Regions from separate parts of the Sus scrofa genome. Here region 1 is linked to region 2. A link is a contact called in public Hi-C data. All regions are on one chromosome and are shown on one strand. The core of a region is the stretch at or near the end of the contact, and the rest is flanking DNA. Distances in the headings are between cores, read along the strand shown.

Region 1 (5,941 bases), core at 984-3,483, 67 kb after region 2:
AGAGCCAGTCCAGGAGGGCTCTGGTGACCGAAGCGAGACAGTGCAAGCGCTTCTTGCACAGGCTGGGTCTCTTCGGACTCGGAGGCGAAGCTGCCCGGTCCAGGCAGAGGGATGCTGCCGTGTAGCCTTCCTGTTAGAAGGTCCACGTGAAGCTCCTGCTCTGGCCGGAGGTTCCGGTGTCATTTATCGTGTAGGCAGGACCCCGAGTCAGCCGTCCCTGACAGTGAGAAATGGGTGAAGCTGGCTTTATGGCCCGATGACCTGCAACTTGATCAGGATTCCAGAATTGGAATCTTAGAGCTGCGATGGGCGCCAGAGACGGTCCTGACCCAGTGCCCTCACTTTCAGGGAGGGGACTGGGACTCTGAGTTGCGGGCAGGCTGTGTAGACAAGGACGAGGCCGGACCGGGCCCGCCACGTGCCGAGCATTGGGACGTGTGTCTTCTTCGTCCGACACTCTGGTCTCCAGCTCCCTTTGGAAACCCGACTTGCCTGTTTTGTACTGTTTCAAATCCCAGTATTTTGTGACGTCAGTGAGTTCTCACTCCTGGAACGGAGCTGGAAGCAATGGTGCTGAATGGCGCTTCGGGTACCACCCTTTGGGGATGCTCCTGTTAACAGCTGTTCCTTTTTATTTTTTCAAATTTTACTAGTACCTCAGAGTTCCCACCGTGGCACAGGGATTAAGAATCCACCTGCAGCAGCTTGGGTTGCTGCAGAGGTGTGGGTTCAAACCCCAGCCCAGTGCAATGGGTTAAAGGATCCAGCATGATTGCAGCTGCGGCATAGGTCACCTCTGGCCCAGGAACTTCCATGTGCCCCAGGTGCAGGCTTAAAAAAATAAACATGTTCGGAGTTCCCGTCGTGGCGTAGTGGTTAACGAATCTGACTAGGAATCATGAGGTTGCGGGTTCAATCCCTTGCCTTGCTCAGTGGGTTAAGGATCCAGCGTTGCCGTGAGCGGTGGTGTAGGTCGCAGATGCAGCTCAGATCCCGAGTTTCTGTGGCTCTGGCATGGGCCGGTGGCTACAGCTCCGATGCCACCCCTAGCCTGGGAACCTCCATATGCCACAGGAACAGCCCCAGAAAAGGCAAAAAGAGAAAAAAAAAATACACATTTTCCTGGGACCTCTTTTCAGCCCTCCGTCATTTGCCCTTTGACCTAGCATCGTGCCTCTGCCCGAGCCTGGACCCAGAGTCTCAGGCAAGCGCGGTCCTGGGGAGCAGCACGTGAGACTGTTTCTGAGGGGAAGGGTGCTCCTCTGAGGGTTATTTCTTTTGCAGGATGTGACTTCAGAGTGGAAGTAGCGTCCTCCCCGATGTTAAAACAGTGAGAATTAAGGAAAAAGTTGACGCTGTAAAGACGTTCATGAAAAAGCGGTAGCCTTGCGTCAGCGTGTTGGCCGCGGACCTGCCTTCCTGCAGACGGGCGTGTGCACACCTTTGACCGAAAGCCTGGTGGCCCTGTTTCTCCCACCGAACCGTGTCTCGTGGCGCTTTTTCAAGGGAATGACACGGATGTGCCCCGTCCTCTCAAACGTCTGCACAGGGCTGGGCTACGGTGCCAAGCATTCTTCTCTCGTGAATATTTAGATTGTTTTCGAATTTGGGGGTGGAACACGCTGATTAAACATCCTTATCCATTTTTGCTCATGGGGCCAGTTGACTTTCTTGGCATATATTTCTCGAAGTGGATGCGTGGGTTTCAGGCCCTGTATTGAGGCTGTGCCGACTACAGGAGACCCCCCAGCGGGGCCCGAGACATCCCATCAGCTCAGAGGCAGCCCCCGCTTCACACACCTTTGCAGCCCTAGGACGGGAGGCTGGGCCGATTCATAAACCTGACTTTGATCCCATCCTGTGTGCTGCTTTCCCAGAACATGAATAATTTGATTGTTTCGACACACTAAGCGGAAGTTGAAACACTCTCCTTTCATGAATAGAGACACTCAGGCATCAGGCAGCTGTTTTCCAAAGCACTGAGCGAAGATTTTAACCCCGCGTGGACTCCCGCACCGCCTCCTGCCCCCCGGGAATTGAGGAGGGACCTGGCTAGGGTCCAGCGTGAGACCGCAGAGTGTCGGTGGCCGGCAGCCAGCCCTGGAGGGGAGGGCGGAGCGGGGTGGGGGGGGCGACTCGGTCTCCAGCCGGGATGGGGCTGGGAGGGAGAGAACGGCCTTCAAGGCTGGGAGGGATCCGGGCCGATGATCTGGACTAAATTATCTTTCTTCATCTGGCCAGAGGAAGGAGTGGGCTGAGTGCGCAGGGGTGATTAGTCACCCGCGGGGACGTCGTGGTGCAGCCAGGACTTGAGTTACACGGAAAGCGGTGGAGTTTCCCTCTCTGTGAAGCTGTCTACTTGGAAACTTAACCTGGAGCGCGTCCCTTTGGGGCCTCCGTTCTGTTCCTTTCGGGGTGACGTTTCCCCTTTGGGAACTGTTACAAAAGGGAAAGAGAGGACAACCATGAGTGTTAGAAAGATCTTTTCATGGACAGACCTGGTGCCTGAAAGCCCCAGCCGTGTCATGGACTAGTGTCCGATTTTTAAAAAATAATTTGTATTTTTTCCACTATCGCTGGTTTACAGGCTTCTGTCGTTTTCTACTGTACAGCTTTGTTGTTGTTGTTGTTGTTTGTTTTTTGCTTTTCTTTTTTTTTTTTTAATGGCTGCACCTGCAGTTAATGGAAGTTCCTGGGCCAGGGCTCAAATGGGAGCTGCAGCTGCGGCCTACACCACAGCCATAGCCACAGCAGATCCGAGCCACATCTGTGACCTACACCACAGCTCATACCCATGCCAGATCCTTAACCTACAGAGCGAGGCCAGGGACTGAATCTGAATCCTCACAGAGACAACGTTGAGTCCTTAACCCACTGAGCCACAGTGGGAACTCCCAGTGTCTGATTTTTAGCAGGTGGTTTTAGAGGCTGAGCCTCACTTTCTACGTCTGTAAAATATAAGGTGATATACTGTCTCCCTCAATGGCCGCGTGTGGGTTGGTTGCCGTAGCTTGTAACCAGGGTAGAGGGGCCTGAGACAGCGTGGGCCGGTCGCAGGTATTTGGCAGATGCTGGCTTCCCTGCCCTGCAGCCGTCCTCGGTGGCCTGAGGACCAGGGGGTGATGGAACCAGCAGACGCCGTACGTGTTCCCGGGGAGAAGAGGTGGGTCTGCCTTGGAGTCAGCAGTGCTGTTGGAGAGAACAGCGCCTCCGCCGATCTTGCTGGAGTGTGTACAGCTTTCCATGGTGTGAAGTTACGGCTTCAGGGCCAGCGGGCCTCCGGCTCAGGGTTGGTCAGGGAGCTGCAATGTGATTGCACTGAGTACCGAGCAGGCTCCTTCTCCGGAGAAAGTTGCCAGTGTCTTTCAGAGGCTGGCTCCTGGGCGACTTCCTCTGCTCCTGTTCAGAGGGCCCCTGGCACGTGTCAGGAGGGGGGTGAGGCATGAACTCGGCCCCCATGGGACTCGGCTCGCTGTGCGATGAGCGTATCGGATCGGAACCATCCCTGTGCCCCTGCGGCTCTCCCGTGCGGGGCCGTGGGCCTCGGAGGAGAAAGGCAGCTTGGGGGCCGGGGAGGGTCCAGGGTGTGGGCAGAGCCATGAGGAGAGAGGGGACCCCTGCTCATGCTCCGGGGGTGGGGGGGGGCCTGCGTGTGCGGCAGCCCCAGCGACGGCCAGTGAGTCACATGGCCTGCGTGGGGGGCCCGGCCTGGGCTGAGGGGGCCGTGAGCAGACGAGGGTGGAGAGCCAGCCGGGAGCGGGAAGCAGCTCACGGGGCAATTTCTTTTCCGCTCGAGACTTTGCAAAGGAGCCGGGAACGCGCCTTCGACACCTGCTGGGTGGAAACACGGACTCCTGTTCTAACGGCTGTGCTGTGTTGCTGTCCCCTTCTTCCCAGCCGCCTGACAGTGGGCCGCCACCGTTGCCGACCTCCTCGCTCCCGGAAGGCTATTACGAGGAAGCCGTGCCCTTGAGTCCCGGGAAGGCTCCGGAATACATCACCTCGAGTGAGTGTCGGGGTCTGCGGGCCTCTGCGGGGCTCCTGACAGGCCGGGCTGCTGGGGAGCCGCCCTTTCCTGGGGTGACGGGGAAAAGGGTTTTACAGGACGCGTGGAAATGGGGAGCGGAGAAATACAGAGAGGGCTTTGAAAAGCTGAACGTGTCTTCCAGGGACCTTCGGGGAGTCAGATTGTCGTCTTTCTTGTGACTCAAAATCAGTGCAGTCTCCTTGCTGGGAACGTGTGTCAGCCAGTGAACCGTGCTCCCTGTGGTCACACACCGTGCGGGTGTGTCGGCAGGATAAACACCCAGCAAGCAGGCGCCTCATCCTCGCCGCGTGATTCTTTTTCGTCCGTGCAGGTTTTCCCTGCGGGTTTGTGTCTGAGTTCAGGGCTGTTGGGACATGACCGCCGCCAGCTGCCTGCAGAGAGGGCGTGCTGGTGCCAAACACCTCTGCAGAACTATCTCTGGAATTCGTGTCTGGGTCTTTGGCGTTATTTCTCCCTGACAGCCCAGCTCTCGGCCTCAGCGAGGCGGAGGTGGCTCATCAGAGGGTGTGGGCTTGGGCGCCCAACTTGCTTTTCCTGTAAAGAGGGGGTAAGGGGGGTTCCCTTGTGGCTCTGGGTTAAGGAGCGGCCTCATCCCTGCCGTGGCTCGGGTTCGATCCCTGGCCTGGGAACGTCCACGTGCCGAGGGCTCCTTTTGTGGAGAGGCTGCCGGTGCGTTCACATCTCCTGGCCTGTCCTCCTGAAATGCCTCCCTTTGTCCAGCGCCGTGCCCCTGTGCCCTGAAGTGTCCATGCAGACTCGGAAGTTGCCCATCCCTCTCTCCCGGGCAGCAGGCGGGGGTGGGGGGTGGGGTTCAGCGAAGAGGGATCTAACTTGATTTTTACAGGAAGCACCGCCCTCCCCTGGGAATTTTTTCTGAACGTGAAGTGGGCCACGCAGAAGCCAAGTCAGCTGGACCGTGGGCTCTGAAGGGCGAAGGCCTTGCCCTCCCGCTCAGCCCATTTTCTCAGCTTTGTCAGCAGCCCGACCCCACTGTCAAGATCGGTGTCAAGATGAAAGATACTGTTGGCTCTGCGCGCGGAGGGCAGTTCTGGTAAAGAGACTGAGATTCTGGGCGTCGAGGTCTCAGTGTTGAGTCTTTTCATTTCTCTTTCAGTTTAGAACTATTTGGGGAAAATGCATTCAAGTCATTGCGAAGGGTCCGCTCTTTCCAAAGATGGGAAATTCATCAGCACACACACACAGTTAAATGGCTTGTACAATTCCAAACCTCACTGGCTTCCTTTCTTTCTGAAAGCAGTGAAAGAGAAAGCACATTTTTTGACCAGGGTGTTTCCCGGCACTGAGGACAGTTGGGTCCAATCTCCCCCCACAACCCCCCACTTTCAAGGCTAGAAACTGGTGGTGATTTTGTGTGACTCTGGCCACTGTCGGTCTGAGAGGCCCCGTGGGGGAGGTGGTCACGTCCTGCTCCTTGGGGAAGCCCCCTGACCGCTGGTGGGGGGCACCTTTGGTTGAGGCTGTTCCTGAGGGGGTGGTGCTCAGAGAGACACAGGTTGGCCGTGAGGACACAGGTCACACGCCGTCTGTGGAGGAACCTCGGCTGCCTCGAGGCCGTGTCCGCCCCCCCAACCCCCGGCCCAGGGCCCGCAGCAGGGCGCGAGGGCGAAGGCTGGGCTCACTTCCTTTTGGGCTCCGGGTGGCTTCACCAAGCCCCGTGTCAGGTGCGCTTGTCAGAGAACAAGGTGGGCTCAGGGCTTATTTCGGGCTGAGACCCTCCGCGGTTGTGGGATGGGGGGGCGTGGGGGGACGTCCTTGGAAGAGGCCGCCTGGGGCCAGAGGAGCTGGGTGAGGACCGGGGCAGGGGGCAGGTGGGCTGGGGGGCTGCCCCGGGGCTGGGCCCTGGTCTTGGGGAGGAGACCCCTTGGAGCCCAC
Region 2 (5,231 bases), core at 1,014-3,513:
TGTGTGTGTTTGTGTGCTGTGTGTGTTGGGAGGCACGGAGGGGCTCTGCCCCGGTCGCTGTCAGCCTTAGCCACGCATCCATGCGCCAGGCCCTCTTCCGCACCAGAAATGAGAGGGTCGCATCCCTGCCTCGTCTGAGAGGGTCACACTTCACCGGGTGGCGGGAAAACCAAGCAGACTGAAAACTCCAGCAGGAGCTGTACCGAGGTGGGAACGCAGAGAAGGCCGGCCTGCGGTAGGGCCACAGGGCCAGGCGGAGGTCCTGGGGTCGGATGGGTCCTGGGGCGCTTGAGGGACGCAAAGACCTTGTGGGATTTCAGCTTTCATCCAGAGCACCTGTTCGGATGGACAGGCCATTGACTGAAGGAGGTGGAGGAGCAGGTGGGGGCATGGAAGAAAGCGCTTTGAGTTGGTGGTAAAACATTACAGACGCCTCCTGGGTGTCCAGCTAGGGACTTGGGAGGTCAGGGCTGGAGACTGGGGGCAGGCAGTCACTGCAGTAGGTGGATGGTTTAAAGCCTGGGTAAGCCTGAGATTTCCAGATAAGAGGGTCCATGCCCTAGCCAAGAGCCGCCCTAAAACCCCAGCACGGAGAGGCGGGGTAGAGAAGGGGCTGGATCCGGAGACTCCTGGGGGAGCCGCCAGTAGAGTGTGGTCCGGAGAGGCTTAAAGATCAAACACGGTGAGGTCAGAGGATTTATGGATCACTGGCATTTGGGTACATGTGGGTGACAGGGGGGGAGAGGAGAGCGTTCAGGTGGGGAACAGCACAGCCGCAAAAGCTTTGAGGTAGGAAAAGAAACAGCGCTGCCCGGTGCTCCTTTATCGCGGGTTTAGGTGACTGAGACATCTGGTCCTGCCTGACAGCTCCTTCAAGGAGGGCTGTTTACGTCTACTCTGCTCCCACCGCCCACCTTACAGGCTGCGAGAATATTTGAACGAATAAAAATGAACCAGTGAACGGGACTGTGTGACTAGTGTCGGGGGTGCAGGTGGTCTCGCTGCTTGGGCCTCAGTTTCTCTTTCTGCAAAGCGGGCCAATCCGATCAATTTGAGTTCCCGGTTTGAACACGTCCTGCTGGGCGAATTCCAAGCGGTCACTGAGCCCGGCCTTCCCGGGTCGGACCTGGTTGGGCCGCGGAGCCAGCTCCTCTCCGCTCCGCCCCCGGCGGGACCCCGCGGCCCCGCCCCGGCGCGGCCCCGCCCCACCTCCCTTTGTTTCTCCAGGCCCCGCCCCCTCCGCGCGGCGCCCTCCCCATTGGCCGGGGGGCGGGCCCCGAGCGCCGGGCGCCGCCGGGGGCGGGGCGGAGCTGCGCGGGCGGGGTGAGTGCGCCTGCGCCGTCCCCGAGCCCAGCCGCAGACTCTGCCGGCCGCTGCTCCGCGCGGAGCGGGAGCCGGATCCCGAGCCAGAGCGGGTGACGGGCTGCGGCGGCTGCGAGGCGGCCCCGCCCCGGGGCTCCATTGTTGCGGTGGCCCCGGCTCTGCCGGCTGCTCCGCTCTGCCTGGCTTGGCCAGGGCGCCTCCGGCAAGGAGCGAGCGCTGCCGAGGCGGCGGCCTGAGGTGAGGCGGCGGGCTTCGGGGCCAGGCCGAGCGGGGGTGCCCGGGCGGACAGGGTTCTGGGTCCGGGAGGAGGGTCCGAGGGCCAGGCGGAGGTCCTGGGGCCGGACTGGGTCCCAGGCGGCCGGGGTCCCGGAGCCAGGCCGAGGTTCAGGGCGGGACAGGGCTAGCGGGTCGGGCGAGGGTCCCAGGGCCCGGCGGGGACTCAGGCGGCGGGGTTCCAGGCCGGGCGGGGGTCCCCGTCGGGTGTGACAGGTTGAGCTGGACGCCACGGGGTCGCTGCCCGAGGTGGTGGCCGCCGCCCTGAGCGCCAGCGGGACGGGGACGCGGACGCGGACGCGGACTGACCGGGCCGTCGAGCGTCCCGGCGCTTGGGTATTGTCTCGGCCTCGGAGTGGCACCGAGGGGGCTCCGCGCCTGCTGCGACTCTGCGTGGCTCCGCGGGTGAACCCCTGCACGGGGTCCTGGTCACCCTGAGGATGGGGCCGCTGTCTCAATGTCCACTCCCTCCGTGTGTCACCGAAGGAAGCTCTGCGTGGGCCCTTGCGCGTGGGGATCCCGGCTGCCTGAGAGTGGGAGACTCTGTCTCTGGTCGCCCTTCGTTTCCCCGGCGGGGTGACTGGTTCGCTGTTTCAGTGCGTGGACCCTCAGTCATAGGGACCCTGGTTACCCTGAGAGCAGGGCTCTATTTTGCCACCCACGCCCATGACCGGTTTACTGAATGTTTGAGCGTGACCCAGGGTGGCTCCTCGTGCACGTGCACCTGCGGTGTCCTGGCCACCTTGTGAGTTGGGGGGCTCTGCCCCATCCCCTCCCCCTGTGGCTTGTCGGGGTGTGATCATTCCCAGAGGCAGGCTCCCCCCTTTCCCTCATCAGAGTGTGTGGGCGCGGGCGTGTGTGTTGTGGGTTCCATGTGTGGAGGGGTGTCCTTGTGTAGGTCGTGGCAAGCGTCTGAGCGTGGCAGGCTGTGCGTGGGGGTGCAGTGGGCCTGTGTAGGACTGGGGTCCATTCTTTTATTTAATCTCTCATTTGCTGTTTTATGAAGAAGCAGCCACACTTCCCCAAGAACTCACCCCAGCCGGGTCCCAGAGGAGCATGGGGCTGTCACCGTGCCTGGGGACCAGGGATCAGGCCGCCGCATTTCCTGCTCTGGTGAGGCCGGCCCCCAGGAGCTGGCTCTGATTGGAGGGCGTCTGGTCCCTCTGCTCAGAGCTTCTTGATTTCCGTTAGGATTGGGGGCGGGGGCGGGGGGGGGGTAGTCTGGAAAGCCAGATTTAACTTTGCAGCTCTCAGCGCCTGGAGAGTGGAAGAAACTTTCCCAAGAATTTGGCGGGCTGGAAAGTGTGTTTGAAGGAGGGGAATCCACACCCAGGGAATGAGGCCAAGGCAGTTACAGTTAGAGGTCAGATTTATGGAGAGGGTAGCGCCGGTGAGGTTGTGGGTCTGAAAACTTGGATTTCAGCCTGACGGCAAGATCTGATACTACCCTGCAGGTTCCGTATCGCTCAGCCACTTACCTAAAGTGGCGTCATTCATTTACCCTTTCGTCAAACTTGTAAAAGCACCTGTTATGTTCCACCGATGGTCCTTCTCCCTGGGGATGCAAAGTCTAAGAAGTCAGTCTTTCCCTCTTAAGAATGAGTGTTTGGTCCAAGACGGAGAACTCAGCTCTAGGCCCAAGTGGCTGTAATGTCCAGATTGCAGTTCTTTGTGAACAAGATGGGGTATGAATAACAGGAATGCAAGATGACAACGTGGTAATGACGGCGGCTGTCACCGTTGTAAAGGCCAAGTGGCCCTTCGCCCTGCCTGCTCTGCCCTCCCCCAGCTCCGGTCCTTTCAGCTTCGTCCCTCAGACCATCTCAGTTTAGGTGGCACTTCTTCTCCAAAGCCTTCCCTGAAGTCATCACGCCCTGCTCTCTGAGCGCTGCGGTCGTCAAGGACAGATTGGTCCCCTGGAGTACAGCTTTTGCCAGATGCTCTGCTAGAGGTGGGCAGGGCTTCTGAGGGAGAGGAAGAGTTATGTGTACACGAGAGGCCCCTTTTCTGTACTGCGGACCCAAGTCTTTCCTGGCCTTCAACTCTCCTAAGGGTTTGGAGATTAATAGGTGCTCCTACTTCCTGGTGTTTGTTGCCCAGTGCAGCATCCTTGATTAGAATTTATTTGCTCTGATTCTGGCTCTGGAAAGAGGTTGCTCCGTGTTCCTGCAAAGCCGTTGGGGCTTCAGCGTCCTCACCTTTGAGGGTTTTGAACAAGGTAAGCACCTTGTCAGGTCTAAACCTTTCGTTCTTTCAACCAAATACAGCAGAGGAAAGCTCTCTTGGTGGCAGTGGTATAGGTAATGGACGTCTCCGAAAATGTAAATTCTAAAGGGTCCTTCTTTAGTTCTTTCCAAAAAGTGTAATTGCATGGGTATTTACTTTGTATCAAAGGACCACTGTGGATGGATGCTTCAGCAACTTTTTGATACTGTCTCGCAAAGCCTTATTACATTTTACTTGCAACATCTGTCCTCTGTCAAGTGGGTGTGATGTTTTCCTTAATGGGGGTGCTGGGTGCAGAACTCTTGGCAGGAGCATTTTGCCGGCCTTTTGAGTGTCACATGAAGTCCGCCAACTGCAGGCATTTGTGTGGCCAGTCTCTAACGGAGATGTTAATTTGGAGAGTCTGAAATAAGAGAATTTGGGGAGAACCTTGAGTAGGCGTACGTGGCTTTGTGTAATCCTTTAAAGCATAGTTGAATCTTATTACTTGCAAAACATTGCATCATAGGTTAAATGACCTATAAGGAAGCTCCAATTCTAAGGAATGTGGTCATTAATCCTTAAAAATATTAATCTCCCTTCTGATTTATCTGTTTGGCGAGATGGGAATTTGGTGTGCTTGATTTTTTTTTTGAAGCCACATGTCTGTTTATAGAAAGGATACACAGGGTTTTTGGGTTTTTTGTTTGTTTGTTTGTTTTTGTGTGTTTTTTTTTGTTTGTTTGTTTGTTTCTTGCTCTTCTTATTGGGATGATTACAGGGATTCAAAGTAGGTGATGGCTGTTTGGTCCAGGAGTGATTGATGCCGCTGAGTTACCATTTTCATGTTAACTAGGGTTTTTGTCTTTATTTTGATTTGCAGTCTTCAATTAATTTAAAAGAGTACTTTGTCACACACTCCACGTGGTTTGTTTTGTTAGGGATCTCATTTGAGGGGAGGGGACTTCAGAAATGCAGATGGATTTTCTTTGTGGTTTCCTTAGATTGTCTTAGCGTTTTCACTGAAAATTAATACCGGTTCTGCAAGCAGGCCTAATTTTTCTATGGAGCAAATGAAAAGGGGCTTTCATAGCAGAGATGCCTGAGGATGGAGAAGGTGGCATTTGAGCTCCACTTTCCAATATTGTCCTTCTTGTTCTTTGCTGAGGAGGGCAGCTCCCCAGCTTTTCCCTGGGGGCCTGAACAAAGAGCTTCTTTCACCCCACCTCGAAGCACTGGTGCTGCTTCCTCCTTTTCCCAGTTTATGCTATTCTGTGCATCATCTCGTTTGAGCATTATTTGCCTGGAACTAGAGGTTCGGAGATAATGTTTTCTCTTAGATTATAAATCTAAGTCTTTGCTCTTAACCCCTCCACCTCCCGCCAACCTCTTCCACATCAAAAATCTACCAAATGGTTTTTTTCTTCTTT

What was found. Hi-C and Micro-C count contacts between places; a contact is called where the count stands out from the background.
Region 1: a Hi-C map of embryonic fibroblasts shows a contact between it and region 2, with 2.6 times the contacts expected there. The contact joins the enhancer-like site here to the promoter of LOC102159659 in region 2. A contact is called at or near these places in 5 of 47 Hi-C or Micro-C datasets (embryonic fibroblasts, epiblast stem cells, liver and 1 more) and 1 of 2 datasets of contacts at active chromatin or transcription factors (skeletal muscle).

The regions. Positions count from the first base shown.
Region 1 is chr8:3,135,773-3,141,713 of Sscrofa11.1, forward strand. It overlaps AFAP1 (actin filament associated protein 1), which reads left to right. Exons shown (of 17, transcript NM_001253821.1): 4 at 3,898-4,006. Among named protein-coding and RNA genes, the nearest start is that of AFAP1, 69 kb to the left of the region's middle. Within about 2 kb of position 2,234, at least 23 of the 83 cell types and tissues checked have an H3K27ac peak or open chromatin away from gene starts, as enhancers often do. A contact at or near this core is called in embryonic fibroblasts, omental adipose tissue and skeletal muscle, where this site is marked.
Region 2 is chr8:3,068,612-3,073,842 of Sscrofa11.1, forward strand. It overlaps LOC102159659, which reads right to left and starts at 2,264. Exons shown (of 3, transcript XM_021100806.1): 1 at 2,228-2,264; 2 at 1,765-2,049; 3 at 1,098-1,666. The coding sequence starts at 2,264. The coding sequence ends at 1,098. It overlaps AFAP1 (actin filament associated protein 1), which reads left to right and starts at 1,420. Exons shown (of 17, transcript NM_001253821.1): 1 at 1,420-1,560.